Regions from separate parts of the Anas platyrhynchos genome. Here region 1 is linked to region 2. The links are chromatin contacts, called in public Hi-C maps. All regions are on one chromosome and are shown on one strand. Each heading gives the region's core, a stretch centred on a gene start, on an enhancer-like site or on the middle of the called end of the contact. The rest is flanking DNA. Distances are from core to core; before and after follow the strand shown.

Evidence for each region. Hi-C and Micro-C count contacts between places; a contact is called where the count stands out from the background.
Region 1: a Hi-C map of F5 follicle shows a contact between it and region 2, with 4 times the contacts expected there. The contact joins two enhancer-like sites. A contact is called at or near these places in 2 of 8 Hi-C or Micro-C datasets (F5 follicle and small yellow follicle).

The regions. Positions count from the first base shown.
Region 1 is chr1:176,986,826-176,990,777 of IASCAAS_PekinDuck_T2T, reverse strand. All of the region lies in intron 2 of LOC101799766 (a long non-coding RNA gene), which reads left to right. Among named protein-coding and RNA genes, the nearest start is that of TSC22D1, 54 kb to the right of the region's middle. Within about 2 kb of position 1,972, at least 3 of the 8 cell types and tissues checked have an H3K27ac peak or open chromatin away from gene starts, as enhancers often do. A contact at or near this core is called in F5 follicle and small yellow follicle, where this site is marked.
Region 2 is chr1:176,883,494-176,887,577 of IASCAAS_PekinDuck_T2T, reverse strand. All of the region lies in intron 2 of TSC22D1 (TSC22 domain family member 1), which reads left to right. Among named protein-coding and RNA genes, the nearest start is that of TSC22D1, 49 kb to the left of the region's middle. Within about 2 kb of position 2,662, at least 4 of the 8 cell types and tissues checked have an H3K27ac peak or open chromatin away from gene starts, as enhancers often do. A contact at or near this core is called in F5 follicle and small yellow follicle, where this site is marked.

The DNA.
Region 1 (3,952 bases), core at 723-3,222, 100 kb before region 2:
CTGAGAAATACATCCTTAGCTCAGAAGTGGGAGGATCCAGTCTCTGAGCCCAAAACTTTGAGACAGCCACCACGTGTACACGGTGTCCTCTCCATATTTCCTGCAGGCTCCCTTCCTGCAAGGTGTAGCCCACCAGCACGCCCCAAGTACCAAGGCAGGGGCGCAGGCAGCCCCACCAGCGGTGTGAAACAACAATTTTCATTGTCGTGGTCCGCAGGGCTCCTGTGAATTAGCACAATGAGACATTTAGCAGCACAATGAGACATTTACTGGAGGGCCGATGGGGCGCTGGCCGTCCCCCCCCATGCACGTTAGCTGCAGCTGGCGTGGCACGTGCTGCCCCATCACAAAACACACGCCTGCAGCTGCACATCCCCCCCACCCCGATCACATCAGGGCCAGCTCTGCCCTCCCTCACCATGCTTAGGAGTAGAAATAAATAAATAATGCACCAGAGGAAAGATTAAGCCTTTCAAAAGGAAGTAAATTATTTGAATGAAAGTATTTCTAGGAAGTGATTTTATCGCTCTGAAATTTTATCCATCCTTTGAAAAATAAACAACCTCGGTAACTACTTTTTCAGGCTACGTTTTGCTGGCAAGTTTTATCTGCAGAAAGGATTAGCTTATCCGTGGATGGGACGTGCTGCACACACCCTGTTCCCATGCAGATTTGTGCGGAGCGGAGCTGCCTTTCCAGCTCCGCGCTAGGACATTTTTATGTAGCTAAATCAGATGACTGCAAAGACCATTAGAGCAGTTTATCGTTGGAATCTGCAGGAACATACTGTACCCGAAAGGAAAATGCTCACTGATAGGGGAAGTGCAAGATCTGCGATCCTTGTAATTATGCAGATGATCTTCTCCAGAGGTCTGTGGTATGTGAGCAAGTCCACAGCAAAGGCTTCTGGCAGCAGCACTTTAATAGCCCACTGAAATCCCACTGCTCCGGCTCTCAATCCACTTGGCCGCAGCCCTGCCTGGCACATTATTGTGGATGGTTTTGTTTCTCGCTGGGGACGTTACAATTTTGACATCCAAAAGGCTCTCTGGACTTAAAGTGCTGCTCATCCTGGGCAATTTCACAGATGTTTGCACCTTGCAGCTCACCAGTGGTGGAGATGCTGGACAAACAGGGATGAATGACTTTCAGAGCAAGATGCCACCATCACCAGCACAGACTGGTGGTGTGAAGGTCTGTTACTTCCTCCAAAGATACTCACTCAACACCTGGTCCAAGGAATAAATACCAATAAATGCAATTTATATGCAATAAATACCTCAGCAAAAAGAAACTCCTCTCCTCCCACAGCAGAGTTTCAGCTCCATATGAAACCAGGTGTGAGACCGGCCTGTTCCCCAGCATGGAACAAAACTCACATGCTAAGAACATGGAAGGCTCCAGGCAGGAAAAGTTCCTGGTGATATTTGCACTGTAATTTCTTATAGGGGCATCGCAGACATCTGAAATAATTGGGAACCTGAAGAGGTTCTCCTTAAGGGACTGAGAACACATCAGTAGTGCGATGGGCACAACAGAGGTGCAAAATGCTGCAGTCTTTGCTGCTGGTGTCCTGCCTTGCCAGGTGAAAGCCGTCCTCCTCCCAGAAACATTCATCCAATAAGAACCATGTCCTTGCCAGAGATCCCAAAGCATCCTAATGTTGCAGGGCTGTACAGCTCTTGTGACCCCAGGACAGCTTCTCAGTGCAGAATGCGATCCCTGCACCTTCCAATTGATCAGAAAAAGCAGGACTTTAATCACAAATATGCAGTGGAGAGTATGATACAAAGGACACAGTGTCTGCTTCTAACCTCTGGAGGTTTTAGGAAGGACTAGCTGGGATTTGGGCTCGGCATTTAGAACATGGTCCTGCCAGCCCTGCTGCCCCTGTTGGGACCTGATAGTGCTGGATTGTGCTGTACCCATCCCCAGCAAGACCCAGCTCCTTCCCCATTAACCCTGGTGCTCAGAGTAAGGAAGATGGGAGAAGGGAGTAAGGAAGCTGTTGTTCCAGTTTTCCTGATAAGGACCTAGAGGGAGCGGAGAAAAAGTGTTCTGCACAAGGACAAGTGTTTAAAATCTGGGAAACAAGCCTGAACCTCTTGACTCTTAGTGCCCTTTCCTCTTTGGCTGTAGCCTGACACACTTTTCCAGTCTCCGGGAGCTGAGGCTTCCTATCTCCAGGGCAGAGGACAGCCAGGCTGACGCAGAACGGAGCTTTGGTGCTGGCTCTTGAAAGAGCTCATAGGACTTTTTTTGATATGACCCACACACATGGCTGGGCATGCCACGTGAACTGCAACGGGCTGGCAGATTTGGTAGGGAAATGGCCTGGAGTGGCTTCTGGAAAAATTATAAAAACCCACTGCGAACAGAGCTGTGCACCCCAAGCTCTGCATTTCCAGTCCATTTGGGACCAATATGAGTTCACCCACACATCTAATAGCTACAGGGGGTGCAAATGAAAATTTCAGAGGGAGAATTTAAGTATCTGGGCATGTTCAAGGGGTAGCACATCAAGTGCTAATTGCCTGTTGCCCAGTAGCATTACAGGGAGCCAGAACAGAGAGGGCAGGGACCTTCTGCAGTGCCAAGTCCCAGACAGAGAACCAGATACATCCCATTCCCACAGCATATTATAAAATTGCAACAGACAGCTGCGAGGCAAGAATGAAGGCTGTCATGCAAAAGCATGGTTGGAAGGCAAGTTGCTGAAGGGATAGGTGGATGTTCAGGGCAGAAACAAGCAGTTATTGGCAGGATGCGGCCCCTGAATGTGGTTTATCTGCCAACAGGCAGATTTATGTAAGAAAAAGCTTAGCTGAGCTAATCCCACTGCTGGAAGCCTACAAGAAGAAGAGCCGCCCATACAGGAGCGAGATGTGAACCTATGGAAACGCACTTAATGAAGATGAAATATTTTCTTATATCTTGGGGGGCGTTTCTGTTAAGGTGTTCAGTTTGGCAGCATCACTGAACCTCGAGCTGCTTAACCTCAGGACCACAGGATGGGGACTCAGGCACCCCATGGACTTGCTTGGATGGGTAATCCTGTGATGGATCAGCAGCCCCTCACCAACGTGGGGGCTCTGCTCTTCTCGTGCTGCAGATTCCTGTGCCCGAAGCACAGAAACATATATATTTGCCTACGTATGTATATATGCCCGAGCATATAAGAAGTCAAACAAAGCATTACAAATGTACAGTGAAGAAATAACAATCTGCCTTCTTTGATTAAACAGCCTGATTTACTGGGCTAAACAATAGGTTTATTGCTCTGTGCTACGTAATTGTTATTAGAGGATGCATCTGGTCTCTGAGTAGAAATGAACTTTTGTGAAGCTAACGCATTCCAAAATAGGAGGAAGAAAGTGACTGTCAAACCAGGTCTATATAAAAAAAAATAGCTGGAAAAGCCAAATAAATTGTGAATGATATATACTTAAAAAGGTTGTAGGAGAGAGTGGTTCTTTGATATTCTAGTGGCCAAACTATGACATTTATAGCTCTCCTCCTGACTGCCCACTGGTAGTTTTCCTTTTCTGCTGAGCACCAGTGTCCACTACAATACTTAAAGAATTTACTACTTTTATTTTTATTTTATTTTTCCCCCAGATTCGGTGTCACAACCACTTTTGAGCTTGCTGGAGGTGTCCAAAGCTTGCAAAAATAATGAATTCTGCTAAGTACCTGGGCAAATGTCCAGGGCAGAAAGTCGATCTCCAGCCTGCATGAGCTAAAAGGTGGCCCTGGGTGGGAAGAGGAGCATCCGGAGGGGGGCACAGCTCCTGCTCCTCAGGCTGTGCTGCTTAATGTGGAACCAGGGACTCAGCAACGTTGTCTCATGGCTGTCAGCACTTATCGCTGTCACAAACAGGGGGAAAAACAACAAGCAAGCCCACAACAGTGTTAAGGAGATTAAAAGGACTGAGTGGTGAGACCTCACTTG
Region 2 (4,084 bases), core at 1,413-3,912:
CGAGAAGCGCTGCCCTGCTTCCTCTTCTTCTGTTCCTCTTCCATTTTCTAAGTAACTTTTTTTCCTTTGTGCATGAACAGATTTGCATCTTTGCAGCTGCTATAGCAGTGAGGAAAGGGAGAGATGCCTCGCATCCTAGGCATGAAATGGTACTTGGCAAATTCCAGGTAACGTCTTCAGTTTGGTTTCACCTACCTTGCAGAGCTGCTGAATTAAAACTTCAGCTCTCATCTCCCATACAACCCAAACCTCCCATGTTTTTCCATCTTCTGATGGTCCCAATCGTTTTAAACACTAGTGGTGAACGAGTTGTTTTTGTCGTCAGATTTAGCGAATTTCTCAAAAGCTTCAAAACCCAAACATCTGCCTGGCGTTAGCTACACGTGTAATTCTGTTGGGAATTAAAGCAGCTCAAAATCATTTGTTTGCTGATAGACAGCGCTCGGCAAATAGTGCCCGGCAGACGGCCCAGTTGCTTAGCAATAACATTAACAGCCCTAAGTGTTTATAAAGCAAATATAATGGGATATGGTCAACAAGCTGTGTGGTGCTTTTGGTGTTGCTTAAGTGTCCTGATAACCGTTGGAAAACGCTTATTGGGATTACACATGAGCAAGCACCTGACACTTCAGAGCAACAACTCGATCTGATAAATGATGTGCCTGTGTTTTCTAATCTACCGCCGCCACCAGCTCGAGGCAAGCAGCGAGCACGATGATTTTCCAAATGCCTTCAGCTTTGAAATGGTATTTTCGGGGCTTTGATAAATGCTCGGGGAATGGCTTTGGGTGTGCAGGCTGGAAGTGGACCGAAGGTGGGGAAAGGATGGATCGGGGTGATTTTTTTGGGGGGGAAGGAGCAGCTGTGGAATTTAAAGGGAGAAAGTGGGTGGCTGGACTGTATGTCTGGCCATGCAGTACCTTGATCAGTGCCGTCGGGCCTGTCTTCTCGTTAAACTGTTGTTAATTGGTTTCTTGGGCACGGGGCTGCCTCCTGTGTGTGCACGGGGCTCTGAGTGTCAGCAGCTGGCGTCAAGCTGCTGGAGTCAGCAGCTCCTAGCAGAGGGATGCGGCTCTGGGAGGAGATGCTCAGTGTCTCTCGCCTTTTAAGTCTCAGACTGAATGTCTGAGACCCCTTCAGAAGGTACTGACTGATTTTCAACCAGACTGTGCTGATAAAAAGCATAGAGAGGAGAGAACGTGGTAGCATTAAATATTACACAAGTAGAACAATGGAAAACGATTTTAAGGCAAGGATTTGCAGATAGTGTGGCTTTTAGAAAGTCAGAGGCGACACCATTTGGAAAACAAAGTTATAAATTATATATGTTAAAAACTGGTTTAGAATAACACTTGAGATGGGCGTGCTGTGTTCGGCAGCATCGTTCCCCTGCTAGACCTCTGTGCGGCTTTTCAAACTGTTAATGGGGTCTGTTTGGTACCATGGTGTCACTTGGTTGTTGTTATTAAAGCTTGTTATTATTAAACTCGTTTTTAAGATTGCTTAGACAAAATTCAGGGTCCCAGATTTGGCCTTGAAGCCTTCTCTCTGCACACTTAACCCTGTGGAAAAATACAGAAATCAGCCAGGAGCAGCATGCAGTGCCTGCAGTTTCTGGGCTAGTCTTCTATGCTGATGTAGCGCAGGTTGCAAATCGCATCCAACCTGTACTAAGTAGCACCCTAACGGCATCGAAAGCTTGATCTGAACAAAAGACTATTCATAAGGCCTAAGTCCTTAAACTATTCGTAGCAATATTGTTTCATCTCACACAAGTTGACAGCTCCTCAAATGTTTTGCTCTGGTGAATTCGCTCAGCCACCTATTTGGCTGGAGGAAATAGCAACGTCAGACAAAAACCAGGAAAAGTGGAAAGGTACCGTGAAAAAATGTTGGACGCTGTTGTGCTGCGTGGAGCCTCGCATGTTTTGCTGCAAGGCTGTTCGAAAATGTCACAGGGACCGTGTAAATAGGTTGTTGTTGTAGGCTGCTATATCCTCCTACCTGGTGCAGGTGCACTTGTCACCTTCAAAAAGTCCTTTTTAAAGCAGAGTCCTCTGGAGAAGCTTAAGATAGGCACTAAAGCAACATTTTAACCTCGACTATTTTGGGCAAACTGCTGTAGAAACGTGGGGAATGGTGTTTGCTTCGTGTGTATGCACTGGTAAAAAACAAGCAAGCAAAAAGTGAATGACTCGTGCTATTTGAGGAATGGTATGCAGCCTAGGAGCTGAAGACTGATGTAACACTAGAAAAGAGAGCTAAAGGTCTCCGATATCTTAGTGTGGAATAAAGAAATCAATAGGACACACAAAGGCTGAGAGGGATCCTGAATTGGGGAAGAACTGCCTCCAGGTAAAATTTGTAGGGTGGCAGCGTGTGTTCGCGTGCCGTGTAGAAATGGAAGGACCATCTGTGTTTTAGACGGGAAAAAAAAGAATTGAAAGTTAGAAACTGAAAGTGAGCTGCCTTATCTTTAATAAAAGAAAAAAATACATTTATTTCAGCGGAGGAGTCTCTTGGAAAGAATGTGTTGTGCAAACCGAGTTTCCAAGGAGGCTGTAGACAAAACAGACTTTGGGGCTTGATATGCGAAGTGGCTCGTCTTCTGCTGCAGTTATCGGGGTGCGTGCGTGGTATCGATACACCGAGGGGAAGGTTCACACACATCTTGGGAAAACCTCTCTGTGAGTGTTTAGAAAGCGTGGTGTTTGGCCTTGTGAGGCACAGTGTGTTGTAAATAAGATGATCTTGTGCTTCAGCTGTCTTGTGGAGTTCTCCATCTGGCCTTTATATGGGATGGATCTCTGAGAGGTGTGGGAACGTCCCAGTTCGGAACTACTGAACTGATTTTTTTGGCTATTTGCTGAGGACCTTCCTGGGTACGTGCCCTTTGAGCCTTTGTTCTACCCATTCTTCCCACATGGATACACGGCACTTTAAATTTTATATTGTTTCCTGACTTAGCAGGTGACTTGCTGAGATGAATCCTGCTCATCCGCAGCAACTGAGCACTGTGGTTCCATTATAGGATTAAATCTTTAATTCAGGAGTCATTAGCCTCATCCTCTTTGACCACTAAGTACCAAAATAAGTATTTTCCATTGTACATTGTGTTACCTTCTACAAGATCCAACTTGACTTCTAAGGCATGTTGGCATTTAATCATAATAAAAAAAGGGGTAGATCCCTTACCTGAATATTTAGATAAGGACTTTTTTTTTTGTCTGTGTAGTGTCTGCCTGCTGATTACTCACTTTAAAATGCAAAACATCGGCGTTTGGGAACAATTGTCTGCGATGATTCTGGATTCCTTTCCATGATAATATTTTCCCTGTTCCTTGCTAACTAACATACTTGCGTGCCTATTCCTGCCTTCGCTGATCTTATATAAAAAGCTATCAGTTCTTTTCCTATTCTTGCCTGCCAAAAAGTCTTAAGCTAAATTAGTTGATGAAAATGTCTCTATTCTACTGTTGCTGAGTCAGAAGTGTTTATTTAAAGATGATGAATTTAGTAATCATCAGACCGTGCTTAAATCATCAGGAACGCTAATTATAGATAGGCTAGCCTATATTTCTGAAATACTTAATGACTCGAAGCCCAAATCCTTCCATCTTAAGTTAATAAATGAATCAATTTCAGCTGGAAATGGGTGAGAATATTCAGAAAGATTAAAGTAGTAATTATCTAGACGAAAACATGAAACTTGTATCCCACGATAGAGGGTGGGGGGGAAGCTGAGTGAGATGCTCTCTTCTGTTCTTAAGCGTAAGAAAAGAATGAAACTTTGAGATTTTTTTTCCTGGAAACATAATTTTAAATATCTTGTGTTGGTGGTTTCCTCGTATTAATGTATTTTGAATGTTTTTACAGCTTTGTCTTTCCAACTTTTCTGTCTATTTTTTTAATTCTGGTGTTTTCTGTAGGCATTTTTATTAGCTAATCTATAAGGATTATAATATAAGGATTATATCATTTATAAGGATTATAGCTATTTATATATATAAACATATATGTTTATATCTATCTATTTATATATCTATTTGAGAGTCAGCCCGTCTAGTTTACACAAAATACACTT